Linked DNA regions of Mus musculus: regions 1, 2, 4, 5, 6 and 7 are each linked to region 3. Evidence: chromatin contacts called from public HiChIP or PLAC-seq, Micro-C and promoter capture Hi-C data. All regions are on one chromosome and are shown on one strand. Each heading gives the region's core, a stretch centred on a gene start, on an enhancer-like site or on the middle of the called end of the contact. The rest is flanking DNA. Distances are from core to core; before and after follow the strand shown.

The links. Promoter capture Hi-C pulls out the DNA fragments that hold promoters and counts their contacts. Hi-C and Micro-C count contacts between places; a contact is called where the count stands out from the background. HiChIP or PLAC-seq counts read pairs in DNA pulled down with a chosen protein or histone mark.
Region 1: a contact with region 3 is called in a Micro-C map of granulosa cells, with 3 times the contacts expected there. The contact joins the enhancer-like site here to the promoter of Prlr in region 3. A contact is called at or near these places in 5 of 39 promoter capture datasets (embryonic stem cells, hippocampal neurons, liver and 1 more), 1 of 484 Hi-C or Micro-C datasets (granulosa cells) and 1 of 9 other capture datasets (liver).
Region 2: a contact with region 3 is called in a promoter capture Hi-C map of liver, with 4 times the contacts expected there. The contact joins the enhancer-like site here to the promoter of Prlr in region 3. A contact is called at or near these places in 5 of 39 promoter capture datasets (the 3T3-L1 cell line, the C10 cell line, liver and 1 more), 2 of 484 Hi-C or Micro-C datasets (CD4 T cells and liver) and 1 of 9 other capture datasets (adipose tissue).
Region 4: a contact with region 3 is called in an H3K27ac HiChIP or PLAC-seq map of embryonic stem cells, with 4 times the contacts expected there. The contact joins the enhancer-like site here to the promoter of Prlr in region 3. A contact is called at or near these places in 10 of 39 promoter capture datasets (cranial neural crest, embryonic stem cells, frontonasal cranial neural crest and 4 more), 1 of 15 datasets of contacts at CTCF or cohesin (large pre-B cells), 4 of 484 Hi-C or Micro-C datasets (embryonic stem cells, granulosa cells and nephron progenitors), 7 of 115 datasets of contacts at active chromatin or transcription factors (embryonic stem cells and large pre-B cells) and 4 of 9 other capture datasets (adipose tissue, embryonic stem cells, liver and 1 more).
Region 5: a promoter capture Hi-C map of liver shows a contact between it and region 3, with 2.0 times the contacts expected there. The contact joins the enhancer-like site here to the promoter of Prlr in region 3. A contact is called at or near these places in 4 of 39 promoter capture datasets (cranial neural crest, frontonasal cranial neural crest, liver and 1 more), 1 of 115 datasets of contacts at active chromatin or transcription factors (bone marrow-derived dendritic cells) and 2 of 9 other capture datasets (adipose tissue and macrophages).
Region 6: a promoter capture Hi-C map of neural stem cells shows a contact between it and region 3. The contact joins the promoter of Il7r here to the promoter of Prlr in region 3. A contact is called at or near these places in 15 of 39 promoter capture datasets (the 3T3-L1 cell line, the C10 cell line, cranial neural crest and 10 more), 4 of 115 datasets of contacts at active chromatin or transcription factors (bone marrow-derived dendritic cells, bone marrow-derived macrophages, large pre-B cells and 1 more) and 2 of 9 other capture datasets (embryonic stem cells and liver).
Region 7: a contact with region 3 is called in a promoter capture Hi-C map of hippocampal neurons, with 4 times the contacts expected there. The contact joins the enhancer-like site here to the promoter of Prlr in region 3. A contact is called at or near these places in 5 of 39 promoter capture datasets (the 3T3-L1 cell line, the C10 cell line, hippocampal neurons and 2 more), 1 of 115 datasets of contacts at active chromatin or transcription factors (embryonic stem cells) and 2 of 9 other capture datasets (adipose tissue and liver).

What each region holds. Positions count from the first base shown.
Region 1 is chr15:9,578,602-9,582,228 of GRCm38.p6, forward strand. The region is part of intron 36 of Spef2 (sperm flagellar 2); the gene reads right to left. Among named protein-coding and RNA genes, the nearest start is that of Il7r, 51 kb to the left of the region's middle. Within about 2 kb of position 2,025, at least 29 of the 459 cell types and tissues checked have an H3K27ac peak or open chromatin away from gene starts, as enhancers often do. A contact at or near this core is called in granulosa cells, where this site is marked.
Region 2 is chr15:9,609,704-9,613,214 of GRCm38.p6, forward strand. Spef2 (sperm flagellar 2) reads right to left here. Exons shown (of 37, transcript NM_001305042.1): 28 at 2,750-2,878. Among named protein-coding and RNA genes, the nearest start is that of Il7r, 82 kb to the left of the region's middle. Within about 2 kb of position 1,393, at least 8 of the 459 cell types and tissues checked have an H3K27ac peak or open chromatin away from gene starts, as enhancers often do.
Region 3 is chr15:10,175,486-10,179,298 of GRCm38.p6, forward strand. It overlaps Prlr (prolactin receptor), which reads left to right and starts at 1,753. Exons shown (of 10, transcript NM_011169.5): 1 at 1,753-2,386.
Region 4 is chr15:9,451,639-9,455,163 of GRCm38.p6, forward strand. All of the region lies in intron 1 of Capsl (calcyphosine-like), which reads left to right. Among named protein-coding and RNA genes, the nearest start is that of Capsl, 17 kb to the left of the region's middle. Within about 2 kb of position 1,428, at least 16 of the 459 cell types and tissues checked have an H3K27ac peak or open chromatin away from gene starts, as enhancers often do. A contact at or near this core is called in embryonic stem cells and pre-B cells, where this site is marked.
Region 5 is chr15:9,303,885-9,307,839 of GRCm38.p6, forward strand. It overlaps Ugt3a1 (UDP glycosyltransferases 3 family, polypeptide A1), which reads left to right. Exons shown (of 7, transcript NM_207216.2): 4 at 2,191-2,725. Among named protein-coding and RNA genes, the nearest start is that of Ugt3a1, 26 kb to the left of the region's middle. Within about 2 kb of position 2,272, at least 2 of the 459 cell types and tissues checked have an H3K27ac peak or open chromatin away from gene starts, as enhancers often do. A contact at or near this core is called in liver, where this site is marked.
Region 6 is chr15:9,527,901-9,531,433 of GRCm38.p6, forward strand. Il7r (interleukin 7 receptor) reads right to left here and starts at 1,976. Exons shown (of 8, transcript NM_008372.4): 1 at 1,761-1,976. The coding sequence starts at 1,842.
Region 7 is chr15:9,632,996-9,636,597 of GRCm38.p6, forward strand. Spef2 (sperm flagellar 2) reads right to left here. Exons shown (of 37, transcript NM_001305042.1): 24 at 1,554-1,691. Among named protein-coding and RNA genes, the nearest start is that of Il7r, 100 kb to the left of the region's middle. Within about 2 kb of position 1,621, at least 7 of the 459 cell types and tissues checked have an H3K27ac peak or open chromatin away from gene starts, as enhancers often do. A contact at or near this core is called in hippocampal neurons, where this site is marked.

The DNA.
Region 1 (3,627 bases), core at 775-3,274, 600 kb before region 3:
TAATATTTGTAAAAGCAATTACTTAACTCTGTCATATAGTGTGTAAACCAAAAGATTATTTTTCTATAAATGAATAAGACAGTATTCACACTCTATTAAAGAAAAATATAATGCCAAGTTAATAACATCTACATAGAAATTTAAATGTAGAAATTTTGAGCAGTAGATTTTCCCCCTGGGATTTTTCCCATTTCTTTATATTTTTTCTTACTATCAGAGATGGTAATGTTAAAATACTTTAATTTCTATTTTTTATTATTTTATTTTATTAGGTACTTTCTTCATTTACATTTCAAATGCTATCCCAAAAGTCCCCCATACCCCTCCACTGCCCTACCCACCCAATTCCACTTCTTGGCCCTGGCATTCCCCTGTACTGAGGCATATAAAGTTTGCAAGACCAAGGGGCCTCTCTTCCCAATGATGGCCAACTAGGCCATCTTCTGCTACATATGCAGCTAGAGACATGAGCTCCGGGGGGGGGGGGGGTACTGGTTAGTTCATATTGTTGTTCCACCTATAGGGTTGCAGACCCCTTTAGCTCCTTGGGTACTTTCTCTAGCTCCTCCATTGGGGGCCCTGTGTTCCATCCAATAGCTGACTGTGAGCATCCACTTCTGTGTTTGCTAGGCCCCGGCATAGCCTCACAAGAGACTGCTATATCAGGGTCCTTTCAGCAAAATCATGCTGGCATATGCAATGGTGTCAGCATTTGGAGGCTAATTATGGGATGGATTCCCGGGTGTGGCAGTCTCTACATGGTCCATCTTTTCGTCTCAGCTCCAAACTTTGTCTCTGTAACTCCTTCCATGGGTGTTTTGTTCCCAATTCTAAGAAGGGGCAAAGACACTTTGGTCTTTGTCCTTCTTGAGTGAAGTAGCTGGATATAAAATCAACTCAAACAAGTCAATGGCCTTTCTCTACACAAAGGATAAACAGGCTGAGAAAGAAATTAGGGAAACAACACCCTTCACAATAGTCACAAATAATATAAAATACCTTGGTGTGACTCTAACTAAGGAAGTGAAAGATCAATACTTTAATTTCTTAAATCATAGTTTATTTTTCAACATAAATGTGAACTTATATATGTAGAATGAACATTATAATATACAAAAAGCACAAAGATTGCATAGTGGTAATGTTAATGTTTAATTTTCCCCCAAAGTTTAGGAAAATGCTTTGCGAATGTAAATTTCTTTGCTCCAGAGATGACTGCAGAGCTTTCAGATTGTGGTCGCCTTACACGTGAAGACACAGGCTGCTTCACTCTCTATCTTGTTGGTTTGCGTATGTGTTCCTGCCAGGACTGATACTGACCCCATTTCTTCAAAACATTGACCTCCTTAAAGACAGCGGGCAACCTTGAGTGAGCTACGTGGAAAAGCACAGTGGCTTACACTGATGTCTAGGTCCCGCTTGCTGCAATGCTAGAGGATGGGCATCTATGTTGGTAGACCTTAGTTAATCTGCAAACTAAGGTACTCATTCTGTGATTGTCTGGCACTCCGCAGCACGGGCAACGTGACATGCATGCTCTTGATACATGCCAACCAGCATTGGAAAATTCAAGATGAAATAGGGGGCTGTTGTCAGCAGATTGGAGAGAGGACTGGAAGTGTCGGATGCTTGTCACAGTCACATACTTGTCATAGGAAATTGACTTTGTTCCCCGGTTATGATGTTCTCACTCATTTTGTAACCTTTACACAAATCATTTCCTTAATGATTCAAAAATACTTTTGGACGTACTTTCTCTGTACAAGGTCTAGAGGAGTAGAAAAATATGTAAACGATGTAACTGCAAATCTGTAAAAATTAAAAAAAAAATTCCAGCACCAAATCTGGAGTTTCCAATCGTATTCACCTCTGACTCTTCCTGGGATTTCAGTTTAACACTTGGTCACTGTGATTGCCTGCCAGGGAAACCTTTGTCTCTCTCTGGAGAGATGAGAACTGAGCCATCTGTCTGGCCATCGAGCTGCCACTGCGCATGGTCTGTCTCACTTGCGAGCGTGTCTGGTTCTGATGTTCCTGTATCCACCACAGCGTCAGTATCAGCAGTGGTATCTGCTTTTTATCTGCCGGGCACTGAGCTCAGCGATTTGGTGCTTGTGCAGTCATTTTATCCATGCCAAAGCCCCACAAGGAAGGCCTGACAGTTATCTCCATGGTACTGTTGTGAAACACAGGATGCTGTGAAATCGGAGGACACATTTCCCAGCATCACACACTTCCAAGAATCTAGGACTTGTTCCCATAAGCACCAAGCCTGTCCACTTTGAAACAGGAGCAGAACTAAGGTGTGTTGTAACCATTTCATGTACTCCTTTTTTTTTTCAAGTATGTATTTTTAAATTCTGTGGCTTGTACACACAGACTTTGTAAACACAGAACTCTGAAGCAGCAGCCTTCATTTTCCCACTGTTTATAATAGCAAACAACTTCTTAACCTTGAAAAACCACATTCTAGCTTTGGCTCTGCTTATCTCGAACAATCTTCAAATAACATCACTGTGGTTAAGGTTCATTTAAAAAACATGTGATGTATTTTCTTGTCCATGGATACCTGGCGTAAAGATTTACAGCATCAGCACGAGAAGCCCCTGACAAGTCTGCAATGTTTATTATCTTTCTACTTTCCCCCTCCTTCCTTCCTTCCTCTCTTCCCCCCTTCTTTCTTCCCCCATTTCATCTTCCCCTTTCCTACTTTTCTTTCTTTTTTTGGTTAGCAAAAAAAGGAATGAAATGTCTTAGTGGAAAGAGACCTCTCTTTAGATCTCAAAGCTCTTTCCTTAGGCTTTCCAGGTCTTTGGTACAACTCTTGTTGATATAGTCCTATCAGTGAGAATCAAATAGCTTCTCACCCTGTTTTTTGATTACTGAGGTCAGCAACAGGCAGGAGATATGAAGGGCAAGGAGAATCACACTTACCATAGAGAAGTCTTTGGCCACTGAGTAAACTCACTAATAGCTTACTGATTCACTACCGGAGAAATGAGCTAGGTTGCTAGTGTGTTAAGTGACTCTGGCTCTAGGCGTCTGGTTAACTGCAGGATGGTTGGGAGGAGGGGCTCTCAGGAAGAAAGTGAATTGAATACATAAGAAGACTGTGGAAAGGTACAGAAGAGGTTCTGATGATCAAGGTGTCAAAAATCTCCTGGCATACTGTATGGCTGGTGGCTTGGTACCTCTGGCTTCTGGCTACACTCCTGGCATAAGGAGAAGCTGTGAGAGCCTTGCTTTGGTGTCTGCATCTTCTCTGCTTGGCAGCCCTCTCTATCTTTGAGCCACCCAGCTTCTATTCAAAAAAATCTCTCATGATGTTACCATCACTAGATACTACCCCGTGGGAAAGCAAACACTTCCCAAAATGGGAGAAACACATCATTTAGAAGATTTCTGGAGCCTCTGGATTTCCCTGTGGATCTTGCTGTTCTTCAGAGGCTGTCTCTGAAAGCTGCCAATCTCAAGGCTTCTGCTGTCAGGCAGGAACCTGAACAGAATCTTCTCTGGCTAGTGTCAAGGGCTGTTGAGCTGTCCTGGCTTTGTAGGAGGTTTTCTCTCCATTAAGGAAGGAAATAATTGACCTGTCACTTTATGCTCTTACTTATCCTGTGTAGTAGA
Region 2 (3,511 bases), core at 143-2,642, 570 kb before region 3:
TGCATTTGTATTTTGCAGATACAGGAACACAGAGTGGGGTGATTTAGAAAACAAAGTAAGAGGAAGAGCAAGGGACGTGAGGCATAGTGATGAGGGAGGGACACAGTCATAGTATGTCACACACATGCATAACATGATCATAATGAACCTTACTGTGTAAAATTAACACACAATATAAATAAAAGACAAAAGGAGATTTTAATACATTATACCTACATTGCTCTTACATAAACCAAGCCCACTTTTTATACCTATCATACTTTGGTTTATAAAGCTTTATTTAATTCGTGAATATGGCTAAGGTGGCATCCATCACAGAGCGAAGCTAAATGAATCACACTGTAAAGACTTTTGTGGATTTAAACTAAGTTCTTCTTGAGCTTTAATAAGTTTGGTACCTGGAAGATCAGATATTGATCCTTTCTTACCCACACTATAGCTTGAACTATGCTTTCTCCCACTTCTGTTGCCCACTTCAGTTCCAAATCTACTTCCTTCTCAGCAGCACTCTGAGGCACCTGAGTTATCTCTCTTCCTACAGTTTCCAGGGCAATGACACTTCTGCCCAGGATTCATTATTACTCAGCTTCCACAGGGAAGGGACCTTATCTTTGTTGAGGAGGGGTCTATTGGACATTCCATGATCAGGCTTCTAACTCAAGTCTACTTCCTCCTGGCTTCTCCCCTGAACAGGTTTTGTATCTTCTCTGCTTTGGCACACATCTCTGCTCTCTATTCCTGGCCCTGGCTTGTCTCCTGAGCACATTTTTCCATACTTTTCTGGTTCAGGCCACATTAGTTCTGAGAAGGCTTTCTTAATGCCTCCCCACCTTGTCCCATAAGCATGCTTACACCATCACAGAGTATTATAAGTGACTGCTTTCATCTATCTTCTTTTAGCTTTATTATTGTTTTGGTTTGCTTTTATAAAGCTTGTGCATGTGCATGTGAGACTCCAGCCACCATAACAGGATGAAGCCTGCAGTGAAAAACCTGATAACTTTTGTAGCATGAGGAATTAAAATTCATCACACTGAGGATGTTTTTTTTCACGTGAATTCAAAGATGGGGCTTATTGGAAAACACTAGAAGCAGATGTGAACACAGACAGTGAGCAAAGAAACATGTGTTCTCCTCTCCAGATGCCTCACAGCTCCCTGGCTTCAGGTTACTTCTGATGTTTTTTTGCTGGATTAAGGGAATGGTTGGTGGTGGGTAAAGGGGTGAAGGGAGAGAAAGGGAGACTACACCAAGTACCCTCTACCCCACCAAGGGCAGGCCCATTGACTTGGGCTAATATACAATCTTGGCACATCTCAAGCTGACTATAGGAGGACTGCTGATGGAAAGACAGAAACTTGCTTTCATCGTTCTTCAGGAACCTACTTCCTGTCTGCCAAGAAGAGCCACTTCTCAACTGATGTTCACCACATGCCAAAGGCACAGGTTGTAAGGCCCCTCCCCCACCACCTTAAACTTCCAATTCATTTTCTTTGTAGCCTTGCCTCTGCCCTGGCCCTTGATCGTCTGACCTTGTCTTCTCTTGGATGCTTTGGACATCCTCCCAAAGCCTTTGGCTACTATATCTCTCATATATCTAATGAAAATCGTCTTCTCAAGCATGGACCCTTTGTTTTGGTTGCTTTTCTGTGCCCTTGCTTACATTATGGTTCTGTCAATGAGGATATTGGCAATGATTCCTTTTCCATAGACTATCTTTGGTCTATTCCTAATATTCCAAATTCCATATTGATTTGTACTAATCAATCTCTTTGGGAGAATGTGGGAGAACAGGTCTTGCAGTCATTTGAGTACTGGGAAGAAAGCCTTTACATTTTGGAGAAAGAGATGTGAAGATTGATTGGCCCTTGTTCCCAACTTCACTCTCATAACTTATGGGCTTTGGCCAGGACTTCTTTTGGTTTACTTTTGAATATGATTTTTTTTCGCCTGCATAATATATTTGTACATCACTTTTGTGCCTGGTGCCAGCAGAGATCAGAAGAAGGTACTGGATCCAGTGGAAACTGGAGTTATAGATGGTTGTGAACCACCATGTAGGTGCTAAGAATTGAAACTGAATTCTCTGGAAGAAAAACAGTCAGTGCTCTTAACCACTGAATTGTCTCTCCAGTCCAAGGACTTATTTTTTCTTAGCAAGAGGAGTAACATTCTTTTTTGTGATATTAAATCATTTGTATTAGACAGCTTCTACCTAACCTGGACAATCATACCAATTTGCAATCTATTTTTCTTTCTAGTCTTTGAAATTTGAATTACAGCCCTTGCTTTCTTTTTCTTCTTTTCTAAAGCTTTCTGATAGCCTGCAGATACTTTAAATAGATTACTTAGGGAATCAGGCACAGTATTGCATTCCTATATTCTTTGCACTCAGGAGACAAATACAGGAGAATTGTTAATTCAAGAACAGAGAGAGCTACATAACAAGTTTGAAGTCAGACTGGGCTACAAAGTTAGACCTTGTCACAAACAATCAGTCAGTTAGTCAGTCAGTCAAACAATCAATCAATTAATCAATTTAATTAAGTTTAATTAAATCCAGACTCATCTAACTCATATGACAGCATAGTAGCCAAGGCTGGTTTTATGGACAAAAGAAAAGCTATCTGAATGCTGTGTGTTCAGTCCTTCTGCTTGAGTTTGAGATTCAGTCTGAGGCTACTGATGAGACCTGTGTCGGTTTTTCGGCTCCACTGAAAGCACGGTCTTACTCTATTCCTCCTCCTACCTTCTGTCTGCAGGGCAGCAAGATGTTCTTCCTTTATCCTGAGCCTCAGTTCATTCCTCTTTTCCATCTCAGCCATTTCCTCAGGTGTGACTGTGACTGGACTGACTTCTGCCACGGGGGATGATTTGCCTGAAACATAACTGAGGCGTGGTGAGTAAATGACCAACATTCGAGTTAATGGACTTGACTCTTGGAAGACATGGCTATGTAGCAAAATCCGTACAGCCAGGAACTGCTTAAGATTTTGAAACAAAGAACTTTGGGCTCCTTGGGGTGGGCAGGCAATGAAAGATTTAGTATCTTTCATTGAGAATTTTGTGAACTTTCTGAGCAGCATTCATAACAAAATATGGTGTGTTACATCGTAATAAAAGAACAAGGTTTAGGGCACATGCAGAAATGATCACAGGAAATAAAAATGCGATAAAATCAGGGTTTGAAGACAAAAAAATTCATCATACTCTAGTTGTCAGTAGATATTAGTCCCTTGCAGAATTATCACTTCCTAAGGGATTCTTTAAATTTAAAAGTGGTTCTTAGCTTTTTTGTTTGTTTTGTTTTTGGTTTCTGTTTTCTTTTTTTTTTTCTCAAGAAAAGACCAATAAATAACTTCAAAAAGACATGGGTTAAATTTAGCAATGCTCAAGAATATGCATCCAAATTAATTACCCTTTAATTTCTGCCCACCTACAAGTAGTTCAATGACTACGTAAATCGATTGGAAATTAAGTGTCTGTGGACATTTGTTGAGAATCTACCCAA
Region 3 (3,813 bases), core at 503-3,002:
TCCATCAACATTATAGCTATTCCCCTGCTGAGCCTGGTTTACACTAAGTGAAACTCGTGCAAGTCAAATGAATAGCGATATCCAAAACATTGCTAGTGTGTTACCTTAAACTGTGGGGTGAGGTCTTGGAGACAGTGAGCAGATACAGAGTCAAGACACAGCTGGATGAATCAGCAAGACAAGACACACACTGAGGCAGATGCAGATCTAAGCAAACGGAGAACACGAGGAAGTGGGTGAATGGTTCCAGTGTGTGCAGAAGGAGAGAGTCATGGTCTAGCTATGGAGCAAAGGGAAGCTGGCCTCACAGATGACTTCCCTCAGCATCTCAGTAACAGGAGAGCACAAGGAAATTTACGACTGTGAACGCCTGCCTGTGGCTTGGGGTCAGGGTATATGCTGCACAGCAAAGCAGAAAGCCATGACCTTCTCTCCAAATAGCATGTGGATTAGTCACTTACCCTGTTCTGGAACCTACTTCTGCTGTGCAGCAGGAACGCAGACGTCTAGGAACCACAAGGAAATCGAACAGTTTTCCATTGCCAAAGGTGATTCTCCCTCTCTTCTCATTATCTGTTAGAATAGTCAAGGAAAATTACACTTTACTGAGTAACCCCCAGCCTTTCAAAGGTCACACAGGAATATAATCACTAACCTCTGGTGGTTCACGATGGTTTAGACACTTTAATAATATGATGATCTACCTACACGGGCATCCTGTTAAGTTTTGTGCTAGATAATTTCCCCCAAATTCAGTCAAATATACAAGTTCTAAGCATATCTGATAGGCAAGACAAGGCTAGATTATGATGTTCAACAGGTGTTTTTATTCTTTTTTTTTTCTTAAAATATCTTAAACTTAACAATGGGTTCATTGTGGTGTAACTTGGCCACTAAGAATGTCTGTATTCTGCCATTGGAGAGGATACTCGTTAGTTTTGAAAATGAACGGGCACTGTATTATACACTCTCAAAGGTAATTGTGAGCAATGGTCCACCTCAGCCACCAGAAGCCGGCATAGTCTGTGCACAGCAGATACACACCCCACAGCCTCTGAAAACCAGGGGTAGATCATGGTTTATCTTGTGCAGGTCATGTGTGAACGCCTCTTCTAATGCAAGAGAATCGCCTAAACGTCATGGGATTTCCAGCAGCTTCCTGCAGTGTGGCAGAAAGCCATTAACGAATGTGATTTGCCAGTTATTGTAAAGTGTCAATCAAATCAGAGGAAGAAAAAGCAATGTTTCAATGATTAAAAAAAATATTCAATAGCTTGTTCAAAATAACCACCCATCGTGGCCCTCTAACTTACCTAACAACGGGACACAGTGTTAATCAATGGCATCACTTACCTGTTCAGAGATAACTATTTGATCCAAGTAGCTATTGGTATTTGTTGTTTTAATAGTTTATTTTCAAGAGAACATAGGGAGGGGTGCAAGAGGAAAAGCAGTGTTTTGTTAATACCAAAGACATAATATAAAACAACCCTCAGATGGTGCAGCTTATTTGAGGAGGTACATTCTGCATTTGCGGAAAGGAGCCGACTCGTGGGTTGCTGAGGATGTTGGTGTATCTACTATTTTGATGTGGCTGAGCATAAAGTAGAGCCCTGGAAGTTCTGCTGTGTTAAAAAATAGAAAGCAACGCGTCCTTTAAGGGTCCCTGTTTATTCTTCCTCGACCACTTTCCTCTGACTCCTCCTCCTTCCCAGGGAAGGTGTGATTCCAATCCCTAGAGCCCCCTCAAGTATTGTCAAGCGGCTGGCTGCTGGGTGTTGCTTGCTGGGAAGTACGGAAAGAAATTTGACACCGAATCTCATCTTGGCTACTGGGAGAAATACCATCTTTGAGGTCACAGGACTTAAAGGACATTTCTATTATTGTTTTGTCTCTTTACTGGTAGTCTTGATGGAAGAAGGTCCCCTGATCATGCGAAACGGATCCGGGAGAAATCAGACATTACCTTGTCCACCTTTTCTCTGCATTCTGATTCCCCCAACTATCTCCGTCACCTTATAAAACTGGCAGGCTCTGGACCTTTTGCACGCTGGAGAAAAATCACTGTTTTGCCTCCAGCAAGGAACATGCATGTTGCAACACTGACTCCTCCTCTAGTGAAGAAAGAGTGAACAAGTGCACCGAGTTGAGCTTCTTCTCAGAGACACGCGGCTGGCGACGGCAGAGCAGAGGCTAAAATCCCCAGACTGCCGGGTCTTCTGAGCTGGGCTTTCCCCGCCTTCCTGCTCTGTCTCACTCACTCCTCTCCTGCGTTCTGGATTTTACACGGGGCTCAGGAAACAGCTTTACCTGTCACTGAAAAAGCTCGCGTTCTTTGCAAGAAGTGCTCAATCCCTGGTATGGCAGACTTTTCTCTCCAGCAGAAGTGAGTACCCATGTCAGACAAGGCTGTGCGTGGCCAGGGGTGGTGCGGGCGGGCGCTCTCCAGGGCCGCGGGTTCGAGGCCGCGAGTGGGAGTGGAACAGTTGGCTGCAGGCGCGGACAGCTTAGGGAAATGCCAGCTAGCTGCCAGAGCCCGCGGGCGCGAGGAAACCCCATCCCGTGCTGTGAGCGTGCCTGAAGCCAAACCTTGGTGTCCCTTTCGAGAAAAGCTAAATATATGCCAAGGGGCTTGGCCACCCACCCCAGCTTTTACAACTGCTCTCGGTGTGTTTTAAAATAAACCCTGCAAGCGCGCCCTTGCGAATGAGTTTCGGTGGTGTGATGGTGGGGTTGCAGGTGGTTTGTGTCGAAATGAAAAGCTGGGGAGATAGCGGGGAGGCTGAATGGGCTGGGGCAGGAGACGTGGTGGCAGCTAACTTGGGCAGTCTCCTGCCGGCTGCACAGCTGGGTGCCAGGTGAAGAGACAGTCACCTGAGCTCCCACCCCCACTCCCTAAGGCAGCTAAGCGGAGTCTGGGCAGTGTGCTAGGAATTCAGGCCCTAGGGGTAGAAGCAAGGACACACTGCTGGAGCAAAGATCATGGGATCAGGGGACAGAGGGGATAGCCTCCCAGAACCCAGACTCTTAATGCTGAGGCAGGGGGAGGCAAGGGCTGTAGTTGTGTAGAAAAATATCCTGTTAGTGACCTCTACCTGTGTGGTAGGGAAGCAACCCACGTTCCCTTAATAACAAGCAACTTGGGGTTTTCTGTGATCGAACTTGAAAATGTTTGCAACCTGTTATTAATGTCACGGGGGGGGGGGTCGGGGGGGAGCGTCCTTTAATCTTCATTCATGGAATTGGCTGGGAAAGATTTCCCACCGGAGTGTCTTGACCAATCCTAGCTCTGCCTCCCGTGGCACTACAATCGTGGGAGTTCACCTTCTCCTGGCCTCAGTTTACTGTGTGTACATTTAGGGAAACTGATCATTCTTGCTACAAGTGCTGAATGGAACAGAGGTGCTGAGTAGAGCAGAAACCGGAATATTTTGATTTTTTGTTTCAGTGGCGTTTTGTTTTTTTTTTTCTCAAAGTGATTTCTTCGCAAATCGATCCCTTTTGAGAAGCGATTGTGAGTTATTTCCCCAGGGTGGAAACTGTACTTAGGGAACAGATGAAGAATTTTTAAGGACACCCCTTGTTGTCCATGCCAGAAAACCCCTTGTCTTTGAGGATGCTGCATCAGGACGCATCTCACCAAGCTTTTGCTGGCGGCTGTACTGGATGTGGGAGTAGACTGGGAGGGTCTGAAGCAACTGCGCTGTTCAGAGAGATGGCTCGCCTTCCTAGAGCTGCCCACACAGAGATCGTTCATCATCAATCTTTGCACTTCTTCCAGACCTGGCTTCTCAACTCTTAATGGCGGACCAT
Region 4 (3,525 bases), core at 178-2,677, 720 kb before region 3:
GGTGATTGTAAGGGCAGAGGGCAGATACAAAGGGTTGGGGAGGTGAGTGGAATTGGGATGTATCAGCATCAGCAGGGGTCTGCATTAATGTGTGGGTCACATTAATGAAAAACTCATGAAAAATCAATAAAATGTTAAAACAAACAAAAAAAAAGCAAAACAAACCTGTACTGGAAATGGATATAAAGGCAACAAAAGTCGTGGTCACATTCCTCAGGGTGAAGTATGAGTGAACAGAGCTAGGAGAGGATCTGGAGAGAAAGCCAGCTTGCTTCTCCCCGACCTCCCCAGAATCGCTTAAAAGCCCTTCTGTCTTAACCAGTAGCCACCTGCTTTGTAGATTGCTTTCCTACTCTATTCTACTCTTACGGGGCAATGTTTTAAAGCTGCAGAACTATTACAGCAATACTAGGTCATTTGTTTTTGAAATAGTCTAATGTGATGGCATGGATGCTTAACAACTACAGAAATGCCCAAAATGGCACTTACAGGGCTGGGCTCATGAGACTGCCACCCAGTGGTTTTCTGGTAGTACACATTCCCTGTGTCTCAGGCACTAGGGACAAAGGAACATGGCAGAAACTAAATGACTGAGCCCATCACTGTGGTACACATCCCCACCAGTCAGGAGAGTAGACATTTCCCTCCTTGATGTATATTCCCTAGCCCTGCCCCTGCATGTCCTTTGCTGGGTCTTCTGTTATAAGTCTACCCTCTACCCTCTGCATCTTCACAGATTGACTCCTTTTTCTCAATTTTATTTGAGCAGACCAACACTTCTTCAGTTTCCTTGACCTCTAGTTAGGGAAACCAAGGGCACGTTTTCATTTTTGAGCACCCAAAAAGACACCTTTTTTTTTTTTGGAATTAGTAATAAACTGGACGTGGAAGAATTTGGTGTTTTGTGACATGTGGGAAAATATACTAGAGATTGCACTTCAGTGACTGTGTCTACTATTGTGTTTACAGGTTCTTTGCTATGTAGAGAGGGAGAGAAGGAGGAAGAGATGCCAAGGACCAGCCTTGGCTTGGAGAAGGATTCTGAGGAATTGGTGTCTGGGAACTGCGAAACAATTTGTGGGTCTAAGCTGGTGGCCTGTGCTCTGCTGGAGAAAGCTTTCCAGCTTGTTCTCTCTGTTCTACTTTCTCTGGAGATCTCTCGACAGCCCTCTAGGTTCTGCTTGAGACAGTTCTCCAAGCAGTTCTTTCTTGCTAATCTAAAAATTTTCTCTGCCAATAGCTCATCTCTTGCAGAACAGAAGCCAGCCTTTTATTTTACATATCAATCCAGGCATTTACTCCAGGTTCACCTTTGATTATCCTATGAATCAGCACCCTCTGACCCCAGGCTCTGTTGGAGACAGCGAGCACATTTTTATTTTAAAACATTGTAAAAGAATTCAGAGAGCTCCCTGCCTTTGTAAACTTTGCTGGGTGGGACCTTGTCCTGAAATTACCATTTCTACCACACCTGTGCCTAAGTTCCCTCTGTCCCAGGCTGACCTTGAACTCAAGAATTGGCCTGCATTTGTATCTGCCTGACTTTGTATCTTTCTGCCAAGCCAGTTCATAGTGTTGCTGCATCTGTTCCTTATACAATTTATATTGCATCCTAACATTTTTGCATAATTGAAAAATTATATATGTTTCAAATACTATATATATTAAGGGCTGTCCTGGAGGTCCGAGCTTTTACCATTTTGCTGAGACATTAGACACACCTTCATCTTCAGGACCCCTGCTATCTCTAAGTGCCATGAAGTCATTAACATTAACTGGGAGGACATTCCTTGGAGGACCCTGAAAATATGTACAACATATACAAACAAGCCTTATGCTCTTGGCAGTCACAGACACTTGTGGAGGCCCAAGTATATTGGCCGTGTCCCAGGGGCAGGAGCCATGTCATTCTGTCTTCACCCAAGGCCATGGGGACCCACAGAGGGAGGGAGAAGGAAGGAAGGAGGGAGGGAGGAAGGAGAGAGGAGGGAGGGAAGAAGGAGGGAGGGAGGAGGGAAGAGGGAGGGATAATTCAGTTTGCAGCCACCAGGTAGTACTAAGACAACCCAATGGAGTGGAGAAGTGCAGGTGGGGCCTTATTGAATCTTTATTCCCTACAGGTAAGCCTAAACAGAACCTTTAAGAAGAAAGGAAGAAAGGAAGGAAGAAAGGAAGGAAGGAAGGAAGGAAGGAAGGAAGGAAGGAAGGAAGATTAATGCAGAATAGACTTGATAAACTTGTGTGTGAAGTTTGGAGAAGGAAGACTAATAAGAATCATGAACTTTAAATAAAAGAAAAAAATCTGAGGTTATAGGAAAGGACACATGTTTGCTTTCTTGAGCAGGAAAATAGTAAAGATAAAAGGAAGACACATTTGTCTCTGTCTCTTTTATCTATCTATCTATCTATCTATCTATCTATCTATCTATCTATCTATCTATCTATCTATTATCCATTCATCTATTCATTTGTCCATCTATCTTTCTGTATGTTTAAAAAATTCCTTATGACACATATCATTCTTTTCTCTTTTCACGTGATAGTCAAAATAAATTTATCTTTATTGTAAAAAAAAAAAAAAAAGAAAGAAAGAAAAGAAAACAAGAAAAAGACATGCTCTCAGAAGCAGATCCCTGCAATTGCAACTTTCCACATCTCATCCGACAAGAACGCTGGAAATCCTGGCTGAGAACTCTGTCAGGGGCAGCAGCCAACTGTACAAAAGAGCGATGGAGTGAGCAAGCCAGCTTGGCCCCAGTGCACCAGTCTCCTTTGTGGCTGGCTACTCCACTCAGCCTCTGTTCCAGATCTCCCAGTCACTGCCTTCTGCTGCTCTGTGGATATCCCCTTCACTTGCCATTGTGTGTGTAGCTGGGCGAGGGTAGGGAGAGGTAGAGGCAATCAACAGCTTTGTAACCCTAGTCTTCCCTTCCCCTCAAACTCCCAGTTCAGTCACTTGCCATTTTAAATGAATTCATCACTGTCCAAAGGGTCCAGCTGTCATATTGGATGCACCAGGCTCCACTTGGTCGCACACCTTATCTTCTGTACCTTCTCTTCAATTCACCCACAGGGTTCTCTACATCACTGTTCTTTCCTTTTTGTAAGCACTGTAGTCCACCTTCATCCCTTAGTCTCATCCTAAGCTCCTTTGAATTGGAAGTCAGTTACCTGGCTGGTTTTATACTTTCCCCATCTCTCCTTCCAACACTTCCTTTCAGTCTCCACCAGCCTTCCATGGTTTGGTTCAGCAGTTCAGACCACTTGCTGCCCTTCCAGAAGACCCTAGGTCAGATCTCAACACTCATGTCAGGCAGCTCAAACCTACCCACAACCAGATTCAGAGCGTCCAGCTCTCTCCTGTCCTCCTTGTGTACCCTTACACATGTGACATACATGTCCATGGACACATACAAAGGGAATGAAAATAAAGATTGGTCCACTTATGTTATTTACTCTTCTGCTTTGTCCAAAGCATGTGGTACAGCAATCGTCTAAAATATATGGTGCTCTGCCTTGTCAGAG
Region 5 (3,955 bases), core at 1,022-3,521, 870 kb before region 3:
GACCCCAAACTCAGTTCAATGGCTGGTTGTGAACATCTGCATCTGTATTTGTAAGGCTCTGGCAGGGACTCTCAGGAGACAACCATATCAAGCTCCTTTCAGCATTCACTTCTTGGCATCCATAATGATGTCTGGGTTTAGTAACTGTATATGGGATGAATACCCAGGTGGGACAGTCTCTGGGTGGCCTTTCCTTTAGTCTCTGCTCTACACTTTATCTCTATATTTGCTCCAGTGAGTATTTTGTTCTACTTCTAAGAAGGACCAAAGCATCCACACTTTGGTCTTCCTTCTTATTGAGCTTCATGTGCTCTGTGAATTGTATTCTGGTTATTTGGAGCTTTTGGGTTCATTCTACTTATTAGTGAGTGTATACCATATGTGTTCTTTTGTAATCAGGTGTTGGAAACAAAATAAAAAGAGGGGGGGGGCCCTGTGGCCCTGGAGAAGAATGGAAGGAAAAAGATGCCCGCACCCCGCCAGAGTTTCCCTATTCTCTGGTCAGTCAGGTGTGGGGAGGCTACTATCTACCCTATCCACTCATCCCTGGGTGGGCATTTCTCTATCCTACTCATCAGGGAGTGGTCAAGGGGCAGCCCTGCCTGGAGACCCCTGCCCCTGGAGCTACTTGGCTAAAGCCACCAGGGTTGTGGGAGACAGGGAAGAGGGAAGAAGTTCCTAACACTGACCAGAGTGCGCTGTGGAACTTGAAGGAGCAGAGCAGAGACTCTATGGTTTAAGAGCTTTATTGTAGAAATGCAGGGGAAAGAGAGAAGGTAGAAAGGAGGAAGAGAGAGAGAGAGAGAGAGAGAGAGAGAGAGAGAGAGAGAGAGAAGAGAAGAGAGGAAAGAAGAAGACAAAGAGAAAGGGAAGAGGAGAGAGAAGTGAGAGAAGAGAGAGGTGAGAGGACAAAGGAACAGGAGAGCAAGGTGCAGGCTGAGCACCCCTTTTTATGGTCGTCACTGTTGCTAGGTAACTGGGGAGGAGTTTAGCCTGAAGGTCAGAAGCTTGGGCCATTGCTTATGTGACTACTAACCATGTTTCTCTTGTGGGGGCTGTGGGAGGTGGTACCTTAGGCAGGGGGTGGAATTCCAGGAGCATGAGGGAACGCCTACCGTGTAATGAAGGTGAATTATGATCATCGGGGTTCAGACCTCAGCTCGACTGGATACCAGCCTGCAATCACAATCAGGTTACCTCACTCAGGATGATATTTTTTAGTTCTATCCATTTGCTTAAGAATTTCATGAATTCATCATTTTAATAGCTGAGTAATACTCCATTGTGTAAATGTACCACATTTTCTGTATCCATTCCTCTGATGTAGGACATCTGGGTTCTTTCCAGATCCTGGCAATTATAAATAATGATACTGTGAACATATTGGAGCATGTATCCTTATTACATGTTCGAGCATCTTTTGGATATATGACCAGGAATGGTATAGCTGGGTCCTCATGTAGAACCATGTCCAATATTCTGAGGAACTGCCAAACCGATTTCCAGAGTGGTTGTACCAGCTTGCAATCCCACCAGCAATGGAGGAATGTGGAAATGACTTTCTTTGTGTCTGCTTGCTTTTAATTAAAAACCATATTTTGTGAAAAGCAATATGGTTTCCATAGAAACTAAAACTAATGATTTTCTATCTTTAAACAGAATAAAAGAAAAAAGTCAGGCTACAGAGCCTCTTTCCTTAAAATATATTAGAAATCATTTTTCTCTAAGTGAGTCACAATTTTATTTAGCCTGGTACTGCTGGCCTCAAAGTCACAATCCTAAGCCTACCTTAAACTCTTGATCCTCCTGTCTCCATTCCCAGAGTGCTGGAATTATAGGCTTGTATTTGTCTAGCTGCAGAATATTTTCTTTTCTGTTTTTAAATTTTCATTATTTAAATGCATTTTATATATCAAACACATTAATAATATTAAATGTTTTGAGACTCAAATAATACATAAGAAATTTGTTCAACTTTTATATTCATATCCTTTCATATCTTAAAAATATCATTAGTGAATATTTACTAATATCCATAACTAAGGATACTATATCTAATGTTGAATGCTAAATTGTATAAAAACATAGAAAATATTCTTTAGGAATTAAGCATAACATCATTCCAAATAGTGTGAAAAAGCTTCTCAAAATATGTTATGATTTATTTATTTATTTATTTATTTATTGCAGGTCCAAATATCACACCCTACTAAAGATTCATCAATACTTTGCGGACTTATGCAGTCACTTATTAAGCAGAAAGGACATCATGGAGTTATTACAAAAGGAGAACTTTGACCTAGTACTTCTTGATTCAATGGATCTCTGTTCTTTCCTGATTGTTGAAAAGCTTGGGAAACGATTTGTGTCCTTTCTTCCCTTTCAATTTAGCTATATGGACTTTGGGTTACCAAACGCCCCCTTGTCATATGCTCCAGTGTATGGTTCTGGTCTAACTGACCAAATGGACTTTTGGGGCCGAGTGAAGAACATTCTGATGTTCTTTCATTTCACCAAGAAGCGAAGGGACATCTTTTCTCAATATGGCAATACTGTCCAGGAGCATTTTGCGGAAGGCTCTCAGCCAGTGTTGTCTGACCTTCTACTGAAAGCTGAGCTGTGGTTTGTCAACTCTGACTTTGCCTTGGATTTTGCTCGTCCCCTGTTTCCCAACACAGTCTATGTGGGAGGTTTACTGGACAAACCTGTTCAGCCAATACCCCAAGTAAGTGACACATTAGCTCTCACTTTATATTTCATTCATAGACCTTCAGTACGCAGGTGGAGGTTGTCACTTGTCAGAGATGTCCTGAAAGGAAGTGCCTCAAGGTAAGGGAGATATTTGCAGCCTACACTATTAGGGCTGTGTAAGTACAGTGTCAGAATGCCCCATGCTGATATTGAAGACCTGGTTATATGCTAAGAAGTATGAGTTGGTTTTGTCCCTCTTTTGGTAGAATGACTCTTTTAGTTAGTGTTGATATTTCCAATTGAATTTTGATTACACACACACACACACAGAGAGAGATTAAATGCAGCAAATGTCTGTACATTTTGTATTTGTTACAGAGCCACACTTTTCATGATGAAACATATACCTCTTTCAGAAGGCATGTATCTAGATAGAACTTAGCAGGAGTGGCATCAAGAACTGTGTCTGTTATTCTGTGTCCCCAGTCTATGAGCCCTTTATACTTCATTCAGCTATTGTAAACCATTAAAGTTGCCATCTAGTTTGCATGATCAATGCAGGCTCAAAATCACTACCACTGAAAAATTAAAAGTACAGAGCTTATAAATTTTGATTGGTTGTTACCTGTCACTATAGGATTGTTGTTTTGTAGAAATTATCTTCTATAATTCCCTGTCCCTTGCTGGGAGGAATGACCCCCTGAGTTTTTATACAGTGGTGGCCGAGTTGTTGAAATGATAAAGGTGATATTTCTCCTATTTTCATCTAAATGCACAGAGAGTACAGGTTTCTTCTGGTTCTACTGGGTACCAGAGTCCCTACTTTTCCTTGCACTGAGTGAGAAGAAGGGTTTGGGGAGTGATCACTGAATGATATATATTTTTTTTCATTGCTGGAAGGAGTTATCAGCTATGAGTTTTGGATAAAATCTTCTGAAAACTCAAATTGGGGGAGTAGGGGTACAGTATGTAGATGTGAAAGAGAGACAGTCATCAGCTGGGTTTCCTGACTGTATCTTCAAGTAGCAGAAGATTCATCTACATTTAGAGATCTAGATGTGATTGACAGAGTCCTCACCTTCTAGACAGGTGAATCAGATACTGCCACATAGAGAGATGAAATAATTGTCAAAGAGAAGTGGGGAGAAGTGGTTTGAAGGGATGCCTGACAAAGCAGTATGGAGTTTACTCTGTAGGGTATTTGACCACATGTTTCTTTAAGAATCATGTTAGAAGCAAAATAGTTGTGGTCATTGATATAAGA
Region 6 (3,533 bases), core at 726-3,225, 650 kb before region 3:
TGGAACAATGGTCACAGTGTTCAATAGGAAGCATCTAAGCATTAAGTAAAAATTCTAGGTATAGAAATTTAAAGCATTTGGAATACATATTCTAAGTAAGGCAGTGTCATTTAGAAGACAGTGATTACTTGATGAAGAGCTTGAACTGTCAGGGCTTTTGCGGTTCCCTTTGCTTGATTTGACTATCCTTTAGTTACTAGAAAATTGACTAGTAGATTGCTGCCAGCACAAAGTGGGAGGTATCGTGACATGCCTATGTGACGCATATGGGTGGTTATGATCATCAATCTAAAAACATTTCAAAATTTAAAAAGGTGAAGTGAAAATCCTGTTTAACAGCAAGAATTTTTACTTTTTTTTTTTTTTTGTAAGAAATAGCATGGCCAAGAGGGAAGCATAGGGGCAAAGGATTGTACCAAACAGCAGCATGGTTCTCGTGCTTCCTGCCAGCTATTTGCACACATTTAACATGAGATAATGACTCTCCCTCACCAAGTGACTCATGCTCCGTCATGCTGAAGAGTGTGACTCCTCTGATGATTCTCTTCATAAGAACATGCAAGGGTTTTCCATCCTTGCTGATTACAAAGTAAAGTCACACAAATATCTAAGCTTAGGATGCACAACTAAAGGCATTTGACTGAAGAGCTAAACTACAGAGCTAGGCTGATGTGTATTGATACTGTGCATAAAGAAAATACAGATGTATTTGATACAAGCTTATGCAATGTAGCTTTAACTGGTCTGGAACAAAGATGATTTTTCTGTCTCAGCCTCTTAGGCTTCAGGACTACAGGGATGTACTACTGCACCCAGTTTAGGAATGCACATATAGGCCAGCCATGGTGGTGTCTGCCTTTAATCCTAGCACTCAGGAACCAGAGGCAGGATGCACACACACACACACACACACACACACACACACGCACATACACAAAGACACACACACACACATTCCCCTTTTAATGGTGTGTGTGTGTGTGTGTGTGTGTGTGTGTATGAAAACAGTTTAATTAATTTGTAGAAACAAATTGGAGATTCACATTCCATGTAGCTGCTGTGTCTGCCAGAGACGTTTGAGTACAGTCCTGTAATTAAAATGCCTATTTTTAAGAAGTCAAGGTCTAAGTATTTTATGGATTCTGAGGAGAATTATGATGACCATATAATGGATTCTCTGAATATAAAAGCAACCCTGTGTATTTCAAAGAAGACACCTTCCTTAGCATACTACTGAATTATTCATCAGCAATCTAACATGAATCTGCCAAAGCTAAAGTATGTTGAAGAAATACATTATAGAGTAACTTCTAAACTCTAGACACTAGAAATACAGTTTTGGTGAATACACAAACCTCTCGTTTCTGGCCATTAATTTATCATGGGTATCTAGGGTTTTAGAACTCCATAAACAGTCAAAACAACAATGGCTTGATTTTTCAGTCTAATACAGTTTTGGAAGCGATCATCCAAAAAGCTCCAACAAAGAACTGATATGAGGTTTCTTTTTTGAAATTACCAGCATACATCCACATTTATGAGCCAGAATTTGAATGAAACTCAATGCTTCTTGACAGTTCTTGAGAGTTACAAGCCATTTGCAGTATTGTCATCATTCCCTCTGTCCTGGTGATTAATACCCACAAAACAACCTAATTAGTGCTAAATTCTTGCTTGCCCTGTTAGAGAACTGTGTAACTTGATCATATATGCTACAGGTAATCTGAAATCCTTTAAAAAAGGAGTTAGAAATGACTCACCATCCTGGGCATTTCCACTTTCTCCAGAAACAGCTTGAATTAAGCAGAAAACTATAGCGAAAGCTCTACCCAGAGCCATCATTCTGAGAGAGAGAGAGAGAGAGAGAGAGAGAGAGAGAGAGAGAGAGAAAGAATAGAGAAGAAGCACGCTTGTATGTGCAAGTGAATGAGAGAGAGGGAGACCCAAACCAGCTCTGTGCCTGCTAAACCACAGACAGGGAACTATGAACATCACAGAAGAAGGCAAGTGCCAGAAACAGGAAGTCTGAGCAAAAGGATTGCTGCTGTAAGCAGAGGTAGAGAAAACGGAGAGGTAGAGTGTGACTTTTTTTTTTCCTGCATCTTGGTATTCCCTGAAGCTCCTGAACTTAACTGCTTACTTTTGAGCAAGGTGGTAGACTTCAAGTGATGCTTCAGATGATCTCAGGGTCCAATGTAACAGGATCACAAGGCCAAAATCCACACTTACGATGCTCCTCAGTTGGTTGGGGATGCTCTTGTTTTAGGAATAATGATGCTAGGATAGAGTTGTCCCACTTAGGGCTGAACCCTCAATGGTCACGCCCAGTTCTCTGCTCTCTGAGAGAGAAGTGAGAAAAGAGCTTCTCTAATGAGAGGCAAGGCTGCACTATTCTATGGGTATAAGGACAAATGTCTAGAAGACAGTTTGATACTCTGTCTTTTAAACAAACAATAGTCCTGTGTTTTCCCCTATGCTCTAAGACCTCCCTGGCACGGGTTCGTGGTCAGATTTATAGTACCAGCCATGAAACACTCCCCTCAAGAACTCAGGGAACACCATGGAGGAGAGAAGGAAAGATCAGAAGAGGCAGGAGCCAAAGAGAAATACAGTGAAATTATCTATTATAAAAATAATAGGATCTTTGTGTTCATAATTTCACAGAAGCTATGGTTGTGACACAAGACTGGCATGAGATCACACCAATCCACATTCCAATATGGACAGAGCAGGTGTTCAAGAGGCCACATCCCTAGCTGAGGCCCTCCTGGCAGGTTGACAAATACCAGGCGATTAAGAGTTAGTTTTCTTTAAAAGTGTGTCCCATGGTAGGTTGCTCAAGCTCTAGTGGGCAGTTATACACTCATGAGCACAAGAGCTGAACTAAGTAGGTTCTGTGGATCCTTTTCTTAAATCATTTTAAGAATTGATTAAGTTATTTATTTATCCTAAATTCTGACTGCAGCGCCCCCCCCCCCATCCTTTGCTCCCAATCCCTCTTTCTCCCTTCCCTCCAACCTTCTCTAACATTCTTCCATTTCTCCACAGAAAAGGGGAGGCCTCCCTTGGATATCAACCAGCCTTGACATATCAAGCTGCAGTAAGACTAGGCACATCTTCTTCTCTCGAGACTAGAAAAGGCAGCCCAGTTAGCAGAAAGGCTTCCAAAGGCAGGCAATGTAGTCAGAGACAGCCCTGGCTTCGGTTTTAGGAGTCCCACATGAAGACCCAGCTGCACAACTGTTACATATGTGCAGAGGGTCTAGGCTTGTCTTGTGCATGATTTCTGGTTGAAAGTTTAGTCTATATGAAAACCTATGTGCCCAGGTTAGTTGATTCCGTAGTATTTCTCAATGTGACCATGACCCCTCTGGGCATCTTCAATCCATCCTCACTCTCTTCCATAGGATTCCCCAAGTTCCACTTAACGTTTGGCTGTGGGTCACTGCATTTGTTTCCATCAATGCTAGGTGAAACCTCTCAGATGATAGCTATGCTAGGCTCCTGTCTGCATGTATAGGAGAATATTATTA
Region 7 (3,602 bases), core at 371-2,870, 540 kb before region 3:
TTACTCCAAGTCAAATATAAGTAGACTGTGAGGGACCATGGATTTAAGTTGCTCTAAATTGCATGTTTCATTGTGGAAGAAGCTTAAAAAATCTAAGACAGTAAAAAAAATGAATTAATGCATCTGTCAAATAAATTGATGGGCATATTAGTAGGTGTGTTATAGTTTAACAAAGAACAAAACAAGAACAAAAAGCACACACAAACGCCACACACACACACACACACACACACACACACACACACACCTGTAGTTTAGAGATGGAAACTGAAACTATGGGAAAAAAATACTAAGGTAGGAGCTACTATAATTCTTGAGGGTTTTCTGTTCTTTTAGGTTTCTGTTGACTTTTTAGACCTGCCCTTGGAGCAGGGACTGTCTCATTTGAGGCTAAAACTTCTAGAATTGAAGGGTCATCTGTTTAGAAAAGATTTGCTGAAAACCTACGATGTCTAAGTCATATCACCAGAGATACTTTATCATTTTCTAAAGTATCTTCTAAGTTGATCAGTTATGATGAGAAATGGCTCCCCTTCCATTTCCCCTATGAGCCACTAGTCTGTTAACAAAAATTAAGTAAGTATAGCTTGGCCATGATAGCTTTGATAGTCTCCTAAGCATCAATAATTTTAGACAGATTTGTTTGTCCAAGACTCTTAACCCCTAGCCTCCCTCAGGACATAAGGAAATTGATCCATTGTAAAAATTGTGTGTGTATGTGTGTGTGTGTGTGTGTGTGTGTGTGTTTGAAATGCACATTTTAAGACAAGCCCTTTTCTTTTTATCAGTTTTTTAATGCAGGAATGCCTTCCTCAAGATCCACAAAACCATCATTTCAAAGTATAGTTATTTCTCAAGGCAGATAGCATTTTAAGGCTCCTATATACAGGAAGGAATCTAACCTCCTATCTACACAGGCACATAGCAGGTGCACAAAATCACACTCTGACCCAGATAAACATGAAATTAAAAGTTAAAAAACTACAAAGCAAACACAATTGACCCCACGCCTCCATCCTGTATCAATCCTTGAGCTCTCAAAATCTGTGTCTATAGTCATTTTGTCTTGTGACATCTAACAGCTAAAGGCTGATATGTTTTTTTCCCCTGATCACAGCAATGGTACCCATGGTTGTAACGTAGCCCAGAAATTATGGTAGGGCAGATTTCCTTGGCTATTGTGGCCACCTTTAAGTATTCGAGAATCTGGTCAGGTAAATACCCCCGTTTCAGACAGCGTCTCTGCAATCTCACAGAAACTTCACAGGGACAAGAGATGTCCAGTAGCTGCTTGAGATTCAATGTCTGTATGATTGCTTGGCTGGGATAAAACAAACAAACAAACAAACAAACAAACAAACAAAACAATTTTTGTTAGCTAATTTTACTTGGCAAGGCAGAATGCGTACCACACAGAGAATGCATACCACACAAAATAAGCAAAATGAGCAAAAAATGATTCATGCTCAGACCCCTAACATTCCAGATGGACTTGTTCCCTGAGGAATAAGGTTGCAAAGAGAGCCTGTGTCACCATGCCCGGCTGTCCCTACCTGCATCAGGGAAAAGAAATGATTCATTGTGATTCCGATAGAGTCCTGCAGCCAGCTCTCATTAATGATATCAAGCCTCTCCTGTTCCGCCTCTTCCTTCCTCGCTTCACAGATGTCCCATAGGCGGTCTCGCAGATCCTGAGTGGGAAGAGAAACAGAGCAGCTGTGTATGAGAATCGTGCCTTGTACAACTTCTGTGCCATGGACCCGAGAGCCGTTGTTTCTGGAGATGTCCCTTTCGAAGACACACCTAACAAGTTTGTGCGTTAGATTCTTTTTTTAAAATATTTTTAATTAGGTATTTTCCTCGTTTACATTTCCAATGCTATCCCAAAAGTCCCCCATACCCTCCCCCGCACTCCCCTACCCACCCACTCCCACTTTTTGGCCCTGGCGTTCCCCTGTACTGGGGTATATAAAGTTTGCAAGTCCAATGGGCCTCTCTTTCCAGTGATGGCCGACCAGGCCATCTTTTGATACATATGCAGCTAGAGACACGAGCTCCGGGGGGTACTGGTTAGTTCATATTGTTGTTCCACCTATAGGGTTGCGGATCCCTTTAGTTCCTTGGGTACTTTCTCTAGCTCCTCTGTTGGGGGCCCTGTGATCCATCCAATAGCTGACTGTGAGCATCCACTTATGTGTTTGCTAGGCCCCAGCATAGTCTCATAAGAGAGAGCTATATCAGGGTCCTTTCAGCAAAATCTTGCTAGTGTATGCAATGGTGTCAGCGTTTGGAGGCTGATTATGGGATGGATCCCTGGGAGGATGATGCTCTTGTTCTCTCTGATCAGATGCCCACAGGTCTCACAAATCCACTTCTATCCCATTTTCCATGGATAGCTCTACTTGTGCGTTAGTTTCTTTGTTAAAGTGGTATCACTTTATGTGAATTTAAAAACAAAACAAAACAAAACAAAACAAAAGCAAATATTGTTGGTGGGAAAAAAATACACTTTTACATTTGAACCAAGACCATGAATTTGTTGCTTATCACAAATACAGCATCCTTTGACAAAAAATTGTTTGTAATGGGGATGATCAACAACAGCTCAGCAGCATACCAGGCTGTGGCCAGTAAGGAAGAATGTGAATAGGATAATGTATAACATCATATTTACACATAGCAATAGGCCTATAGTATGGGCATTTGGGAATATTTCATTTGTTTTATAATTTATATATAAGTATACTAAAATTATAGTGGTTCTGAGTATTGAGTTCTTCTTAAATGTATTGTTGACATATCTGATCACCCAGTAAATGCCAGTAAGCAGCATTAATTAGCTCATTCCTTATCTTTATTTTTATTAAGAGAATACTGGGTCATAGAAAAGGTGTTTTCCTCACGTGAGTAGATGGTAAAGCTAGGATGTGAATCTTTGGGCTCGAGTAATGTATAGCACTAAGTTATGCTCCAGAAGTGATATTAGATAAGAGTAGAATTTAAGACATCAAGTACTTTAGGGGCTGATGTGGCTACACTGTTTCTAGGAATAGACAGCCCTGCAGGTACACTTTGTCATTCTGTCTTCATGCATTGGATAATGCTTCCTTGGAGAAGCAGTTTGCTGATGACTTTAGGTGCTTGTATATAGATTCCTATGCTGAAACCTAACACATTAACCCATTGGCTATATTTCTATGGCTATAAAATGGGATTGTTACTGGCAAGTACCTAGGATCACTGCTGTGTGGATAAAATAGGAGAGTGGCAGCAACTGCTGGATGCTGAGTATTTAGAAATGGTGGTTGCTGCACTATATAGTCAGTGTGTCAAAATCTGTTGCATTGAAAGAGGATAGAGGTGTCTAAGCTACAGTAGTGTCAGTTTCATTTTCAAAGATCACCTATGCACAAAACACAAAAATATAAAAGGGTAGAGCTGAGTTTTCAACTAACATTCCCTATATCACTTTTAAAAAATGGACGTGAAGCCTGGTGTGGTGATAAGTCTTTCTTTATGCCCAGCAATTGGGAGGCAGAGGCAGGTGGAGCTGAGTTTGAGGCCAGCCTAGTTTACAGAGTTCCAGGATAGCCAGGGCTGCA